Linked DNA regions of Zea mays: region 2 is linked to region 1. Evidence: chromatin contacts called from public Hi-C data. All regions are on one chromosome and are shown on one strand. Each heading gives the region's core, a stretch centred on a gene start, on an enhancer-like site or on the middle of the called end of the contact. The rest is flanking DNA. Distances are from core to core; before and after follow the strand shown. Region 1 holds the start of LOC103630229 (peroxisomal fatty acid beta-oxidation multifunctional protein MFP2). Region 2 overlaps LOC103630236 (phospholipase D zeta 1).

Region 1 (3,861 bases), core at 735-3,234:
TTTAGGCTTAAAGCTAAAACACCATAAATAGAGGAGGTTGAGAAAATATTGGGTCATTTATGAGAGTATATGTTGGGGGGTTGAGAATACCTCCCATTCCAGGAATGATTCCAAGTTGAAGTTCAGGTAGTCCTAACTGAGCTGACGGTGTTGAAATGCGAGCATGGCAAACCTGCACAGAAAGATTTTCGACGTATAAGAAATAGGCAAGTGTTTGAGCAAAAAATACAGCAATCTAAAGCATGATATGACGAAAAACAACTTAGACATATACCATCGCAACCTCCAATCCACCACCTAGAGCAATGCCATCTATAGCAGCCACTGACGGTTTGTGAGCATCTGGCAGCACAAACACTCGATGTCTCAACAATGGACTATACTTGCTTACGAACATGCGTGCTTAATGCAAGAACATGATAAATTACCTTCCACTATGTCAGTCAAAAAATCAATAGACATGGATCCAGGCTTCTCATTTTCTAATGACATGTAAATTATTTAGTTATCCAGGAGTAAAAAGGGCCAGAAAATACTTGGACAGAACTGTCATTCTTACTTGGCTTATTTTCAAACGCGGCTATATCGAATCCACCACAAAACCTTCCTTTGGAACCTGTGCAACAAGAAAAGCACTAGAAACATGGCACTAGCGTAGGACACTTGACAAGAAACTTATTTGGGTGATATACCAGTGAGGACGATTGCCTTGATATCGTTCCTGCTTAGAGCCTCTGCATAGTTCCTCTGCAAACTAGCTATGACTGCAAAACAGAAACGAGAGGGCTTAATGGTCTGGTCTGTGGTGTTGATTTAGAGTAAACATCATACAAAGTTGTATGAATATGAACAATTATTATCAGCTTCACAAGTGTATGACAGTATGAGGCTTCACATGAGTGGGACGGAGTAAGAGATAAACCAAGACAAGCTTTTTTCCTTAAACGTGGAGAGACTGCTTCGAACCCATGATCTGTAACTCGGTGATACGGACATACGGTTCTCACCACTGCACCGGATCAGGTCAGACAAACAGCAGTCGTAGAATACAAAGCATGTAGGATTGACAATCAAAGGATGAGGAAAGAGTCAGTCCGCCAGAGCCGACATAAGTTGTCTTGTTGCGTAAAACAAATAAAATGTACTCCAAAATACAGCTATAACGACGGGAACAAAGAACAAAGTGCTGGTTATGCATGGGCGAGGCGGTACTACTGTTCATCCACTAGCAGACAGAACAGTTCATTCCCCCACGGCAACAGTTACCACGCCAAGCGAAGATCGATTGATCCAAGAGCATTCCCCAACAATAATCCTTCAACTAATAAGGAACCTATACGAGGGGGAAATCACCGAGTGTCCAAACGAAGGAACCTATACGAGGGAAAAAAAACACGCAGCGTCCGCGGTGAATGGGAACAGATTTGGGGAGAATAGACGAGTAATACCGTCGAGCGAGAGGGCGTTGACGGGCGGGTTGATGATGGTGATGACGGCCACGCCGTCGGCGCGCACCTCCATGGTGGTGATGCCCCTCGCCATCTACGGCAACGGCTACCAGTAGCGGAGCCCGTCAATTTCCACGTTTAGTGCCACTCCAAAAGCACAATCAATACAGAGCTGACTGCTTGCTAGCCTGCCTGCGGCGTGCGTGCATGCGGTTTGCAGGGCTCAGTCTGCTGCCTGCCCACGCGGCCACCGGGTCACGCCGAGGCCGAGATGCTGGCCTGATGCTGCCTGCCGGCTGCGGCTGCTGGCACCGCCGCACCGGGTCGCCGAGCCCCTGGCTAATGTAGTATGCAGCGGGAGGAAGGGCCGGCGGGGCGCGGCGCCCGGCGGCTAGGGAGGACTCGCGAATCGCAACGGCAACGGTAGTGCGGCGGGAGGAGTGGAGGGATTCCGGGGCGCCGTGTTGGCCTGGGTTTTATGGCCGATGGGAATGGGACCTCAGGGGTTTTGTATGCTTGTGAGATGTGACAGCCAAGAGCCCAGGATTTGAGAACAGCACAGCGGAGTATATTCAAAAAAAAATACTACTAGTAGTTTTGCCAACTGATTTATGGAGTGTCACTCTTTACAGCTAAACTATTAATGGAGTACCAAGTCTATTGCCGTGTGCCCAGTGACCCAATGTGAGTGTGACAGTGTAACCATGAGTTGGCGTTTGATCAGGCCATCAGGGTCACACCGTGTTTCACGGGGAGCATATCTAATTATATCGTGTGGGAGAGACCCAGAGAGTGGTGGCCGGTTTTTTTCTGTCTCAATTTATAATTCATTTAATTTTTTATTAAGTTTGACAGTTTATTCAATTTTTTTATAAAAATAAAGTCCTACTTATATTATATTATATGTTAAACGATATAAGATAAAAATAATATTTTTTTAATAAGATGAGCTAGTTAAATTGAGTGTAAAAAGGTCAAACAAATTATAAATTAGGATTTTACTCATTGTAAAATAATAATGATTGAGAACAAAAAAATATATCCAGACATTTTTTATAGTGCGATTCACAACCCCATGGTTCCAATATCTCTTGTGTAGTGTGGGTCAGATTCACGAGTCAGGCTTTAGATTGTTGATTTATGTCTAACTAGATGAGTGCTCGTGCGTTGCAACGAGAAAATATAATATCATGGTAATTTATGTATCTGGTCGCACGACTGACTGACCCACCTGCCCCGAGCGCTCCTCGATCCTCATCTGTGCTCGCCAAGCGACGAAACCCAAGACGGCAACGCCACAGCCCACAGCACACCGGCGGCCACACCAAAGCCAAGCAAGCAGCTTAGAAACCCACGCGCCCGACGCCTTGGACTTGCTGGGCGTGCGGCGGTTTGTTAGTGGCGGGATTTTTCCTTGCATTTCCCTGCCGCCGTCTTGGTCCCTCTGCCCCTCGGCGTTAGCCCCCGATTTAAAGTTCAGTTCGTGGGGGTGATCTATCCTGCCGATTGCCCAGACGCACCACGCTATCCGCCCAAAATTCACCTACAACCCCGAGCGACGACGATGGGGGAGGGGTCGAAGGCGATGCTGGCCAAGCCCATCTAGCTCGCGGACCGGGTGGCGCAGCAGGCGGGCTGGCAGTGCCTCAGGGCGGACTGCACGGAGCTACAATCCCGCACCATGAAGCTCGCCGAGCTCCTGTGGCAGGCGGCATGGGTCGAGCTGTACGAGCGCCCCGCCGCGCGCGTCATGGCCGACACGGATCGTGCGCTCTACAAGGCCGCGGGCTTGGCCGCGCGCTACTTCCAGAGCCACTCCCGCCGAAGCCACACTTCCTGAGGCACTGCCAGCCCGCCTGCTGCATACTACCCAACAACAAAGAATGCATAGCCATCCAAGTGTTAGCTCTGAACATTTGTGGCATTATTTTGGAATATAATCTTCATAAAGCCCTAATAGGTGCTATTTGTAATATAATTGTGTCAACATTTGGTAGGTATAAACATCAAAACACTACAGACATATTAAACTAAATAGTCACCAAACCCCAAACATCTATGAACTAAACCATCGGTCCTTGCACGCGTCGCACTGGAAACACAACACCCGTCAGTTGTTGCTCCACACATGACAGTCGATGCCATTCGCCGTCGTGGTCGCGCCAGACGCCGGGGATGCCTAGAACATGGTGTTGACGGGCTAGAGCCCGTAGTATGTCAGCAACTTGCAGCAACCAGAGTGCGCCACACATTGTTAGTGGAGAAATTTGGAATCTTGCCATTATGAGAACTGGACTTCGCTGGATTGCCATCAAATTTGTGGGTTTCGTTCAAGTGCCATTATCAACCAAGACACATACGCTGAAATGCCTGTTGGCTATTTAATAAATAGAAAAACCAATTTAATTGGGTT
Region 2 (3,839 bases), core at 571-3,070, 230 kb after region 1:
AGAAATTGACAAAAAATTGGTTTATGCATGCTAATGGCTAACAAGGCCATACAAGAAAGAGAACAAGAAAATAGTAGAACAGATGCTAAATGAACATTTGAGAAATACCTCTGCATTCTAGGATTTCACCACCTGCATGTCCCTATCCTTCCTTGCTTTTTATCTGCCACGGATGATGATACATCTGAGGTTTGAAACGATAGAATAGTTGTCAATCTGTTATGACGCACAGGACAACTGAATTTCGCAAAGTTTTAATATTTGTGGCAAAAAAGGAAAAGTATTGGGCCATTTCTTAACAGTGGATGCTTTAGTTTTGTTCAAGGTTATTAAAACGATAAAACGTTGAAACACTTATGAGTGAAGTTTTGACTTTTAAAAGTTTAAACGTAGTTTTAAACAACATAGGAAAAATACCAATATATCATTATTTCAGACAATAACATAAAGTTAAATACCAAAATAGAGAGGTTAGTGCCTTACCAAAAACTTCACCCATGAGCCGGATTGAACCCAAGAGTAACTAACAGACCGGACCCAAAAGTAGCTAATGGTCTAAAACACATGCAACGCTGTTTTACAGTTTAGAACGCCAAAACGTGGTTTCAACCTCTAATTACCGTTTTGACGTTTAAACGTCGTTTTAATAACATTGGTTTTGTTGTATCATGCGCTTATTAGATCTAATATGAAATTATTTGAAGAAACAATAGTATTTCCAAAGAGGCCTTATTAGTGGCAATATATTTTTAATGTTCATATTTACTAAGAAATTATTTAAAAAACATACTATGCTTTTTATTGTCCGAGTAGTGATGGAAAAAACTTGTTTATGTTTCTCAGTCAAACTTTTTGTGTCAGGAACTGTTGGGTAATTAATGAGATTAAATCTGGGATAAATGCACAAGTAACATGTTCATAAATATTTAAAGTGATATGTACAAACTCTTATTGAAGATACTCTTCTAGTTTTGTGTTTAAAGTTATAACACCTAATATCCTAGAAGCTGCATTATATGGATCATGTTATTCCCAAGGATTTTTTTTTTCATAGTAAGCTAGCCTAGGCCATAGTTTAATGCCTAGGGGACATAAAACAGTAATAGAGAGGGTGAGGCCGTTACCCGTGAAGGCATGCTGGAAGGAGCACCAGAAAATGTTATTTAGCCATGGGCTACTCACAGAGAGTAGGTAACTGAACCTGTAAGAATAAATAAAACAGTTTCATTTACCTCCCATTCCATGTAAGCTGGAACTGAGGACGCCAGATCGTTTATTTTAATCAAACATTTAGAATGGCTGGAACAGGTATTTTAACTGATAACATATGCAATATACCAGTAACTGTTTTATTCATGTGAAAATGCTGTGTACCTACCATTCTAATTGGAATTGAATGGTAGTATGGAGACCGTTGCTAACATACTAACATATGCATGTATCGTAAGTTATTTTTTGCAAGAAATAAATTAATTTCTTCATAAACTATACATGTGAATTGGTTCTGTCACTTTGGTTTCTTGAGGCAACAATTTTTTTTCCAAATGCCTTTATTATTAGAAGTAAAATGAGTAAATATAAAACCAAGCATGCCAAAACAAATCTCTGTTTGAGGCAGCTTTTGTGGCTGCTTCTTGCGAAAGGAAAAAATGATTGACGCTTCGAAACAGCATGCTTCTTTGTCGATTCTCAGATACAACGTGAAAGGCTCTTTCCCCTAAACATGGCCAACCTCCAGCTTTCCCCAACTGCAGTCTTGTCCTCCAGTTGAGCTCCCATTCACTTCCCTGGCGCATGCCACCCACCATCTGTAATATTCCTCGGCCGCATGCAAGACACCACTCTGTCCTCGTCCCCACACATGGCCAGCTGTTCCCATGTCATGCTCACCCTGCTCATGGCTTGCTGTTGCATATCTTTGCCTCTTCCTGGCTCTTCCTCCCTTTTCACGCTCTTCTCTGTTGCCTACCTGTCAGATAGCAGGGAGAGAGATTTCTTCTGCTGCCATGCTTTCCAGTCACCCATTGCTGCAATATTCACTAGTGAAGGTGGCTGAAGGTGAGGGTATGCCGGTAGTTGTGCCTTTGCTTCCCTTAATCCCTTTTGGCTCCACCAACTCCGATACGCTTTTATCTGCTTTGCCTCTTGGAAAATCTACCATAAAAGCTAGCTTCCAATTGAAGTGTATGCAGAAGCTGATGCAAACAGGTCTCCCAAGGTAATTATGTTGTTCTATATGCTTGGAACTCAGCAATACATAGCAAAATCAGCTTACTTGGCTTTCTACAATGGATCTATTGTTTTTGAACCTTGGAGACGCATTTGGAAATCTTGGGCGCTGCCAAAATGCAAAATCTTTTTGTGGCTAGCAGCTAGGAACCGATGTTGGACTAGGTGGTGCCCAAGTCCTCCAGATGCGAGAAGCAGGTTCAAACTCAATAGAGCCATGAAAGAACCGGATATAAGCTGACTTAGAGGAGTAGGTACCGGAGGCCGCGGGTGTCCATACATGGCGACCAGGAACATCCGGTTCCAGCTGCCAATCCTCTAGCAGGCTCCATAGCCAAAGAAAATCCATGATGGCCTGCACCGATAACCCTCCCGTAATATCCCTCATTCATTGTCTGTTTGCCAAGGCATCCTTCACTCTGCGTTTGTTCATATATTTTCTAGGCACATGGGAGATCAGAGCAGGCACAAGTTGATGGATGGACTGACCATGGAGCCACCGGTCGGTCCAGAATAAGATGTTCTTTCCATCTCCGACCAACGACGCAACAGAAGCCATAAACATGGCAGTAACATTCGGATGTACCTGCAATTCCAGCTTAGCCAATGGACAGTCACCTTGAGTCTTCTTAAGCCATAGCCAGCGCATGTGTAATGCCCAGCCAAGCGTCTCCAGATTATGAATTCCAAGCCCTCCCAGACCAATAGGCCTGCAATTGCTGGGTAGGGAAGTATCGAGCTTAGTGCTTAACAGGATCATCCCGGTAGTTAGGCCTCCCAGGATTGATAATCGTTTTAACTCCTGGTGGTGCCAGGCCTCTGCTGCTTTGCCCAAGGAAGAGAGGAAGGGGTTTAATTCCTTAGTGATTCTTATTGCCTGGGAGCTCTGGAAACATAGGAATGCCTTCGTTTTTAAGGGTACTAGGCCTACTGTCCAAAGTGTTGTGCTAGCTGTTATGGCTGAAGGTCGTCTTTGATGTTTAGCTGGGGCTGCTGCCCTTCAGGTTTTGGTCGTGAATGGGCCTGGTACTGTGTAAGTGTGAGTTGTAATACCCCCCTGGGTGTATAATCTTTTTTTTGCGGGTGGGGGGAGGGGGGGGTCTTTTTCTTCTTAATTAAATGACGCGCAGCTCTCCTGTGTGGTTCGAGAAAAAAAGAACACAGAAAATAGCATCAAATGGATTCAGACTTTCTTTATAATTACTTATTATCTTGGATGACTTTGAAATTTTGAATTCATTTTTGCAGATTTACATTCTCTTGTACAAGGAAGTTGCTCTTGCTTTGAAAATTAACAGCTTATACAGTAAACAGAGGCTACTTAACATTCATGAAAATGTTAAAGTTCTGCGTTACCCTGATCACTTCTCAAGTGGTGTATACTTGTGGTATGATTGATTTTTTGTTCCCTGTTTCCTTTTTGTTAAATAAAAAGTTTTTTTTATTTTATTTGATCTGAATTTTTTTTACTTTTATTGTTTTGCCTTTAAGGTCACACCATGAGAAGATTGTGATTGTTGATAATCAAGTATGTTATATTGGAGGTCTTGATCTGTGCTTTGGTCGCTACGATAGTCCTGAGCACAAAGTCGCTGATTCTCCTCCAGAGA

The links. Hi-C and Micro-C count contacts between places; a contact is called where the count stands out from the background.
Region 2: a contact with region 1 is called in a Hi-C map of an unstated tissue, with 3 times the contacts expected there. The contact joins the enhancer-like site here to the promoter of LOC103630229 in region 1. A contact is called at or near these places in 7 of 25 Hi-C or Micro-C datasets (bundle sheath, ear, endosperm and 3 more).

What each region holds. Positions count from the first base shown.
Region 1 is chr6:149,555,068-149,558,928 of Zm-B73-REFERENCE-NAM-5.0, forward strand. LOC103630229 (peroxisomal fatty acid beta-oxidation multifunctional protein MFP2) reads right to left here and starts at 1,985. Exons shown (of 17, transcript XM_008651302.4): 1 at 1,449-1,985; 2 at 693-764; 3 at 560-616; 4 at 429-482; 5 at 275-342; 6 at 91-172. The coding sequence starts at 1,542.
Region 2 is chr6:149,786,146-149,789,984 of Zm-B73-REFERENCE-NAM-5.0, forward strand. LOC103630236 (phospholipase D zeta 1) reads left to right here. Exons shown (of 20, transcript XM_008651305.4): 9 at 3,478-3,617; 10 at 3,721-3,839. Among protein-coding and RNA genes, the nearest start is that of LOC103630236, 19 kb to the left of the region's middle. Within about 2 kb of position 1,821, at least 3 of the 20 cell types and tissues checked have an H3K27ac peak or open chromatin away from gene starts, as enhancers often do.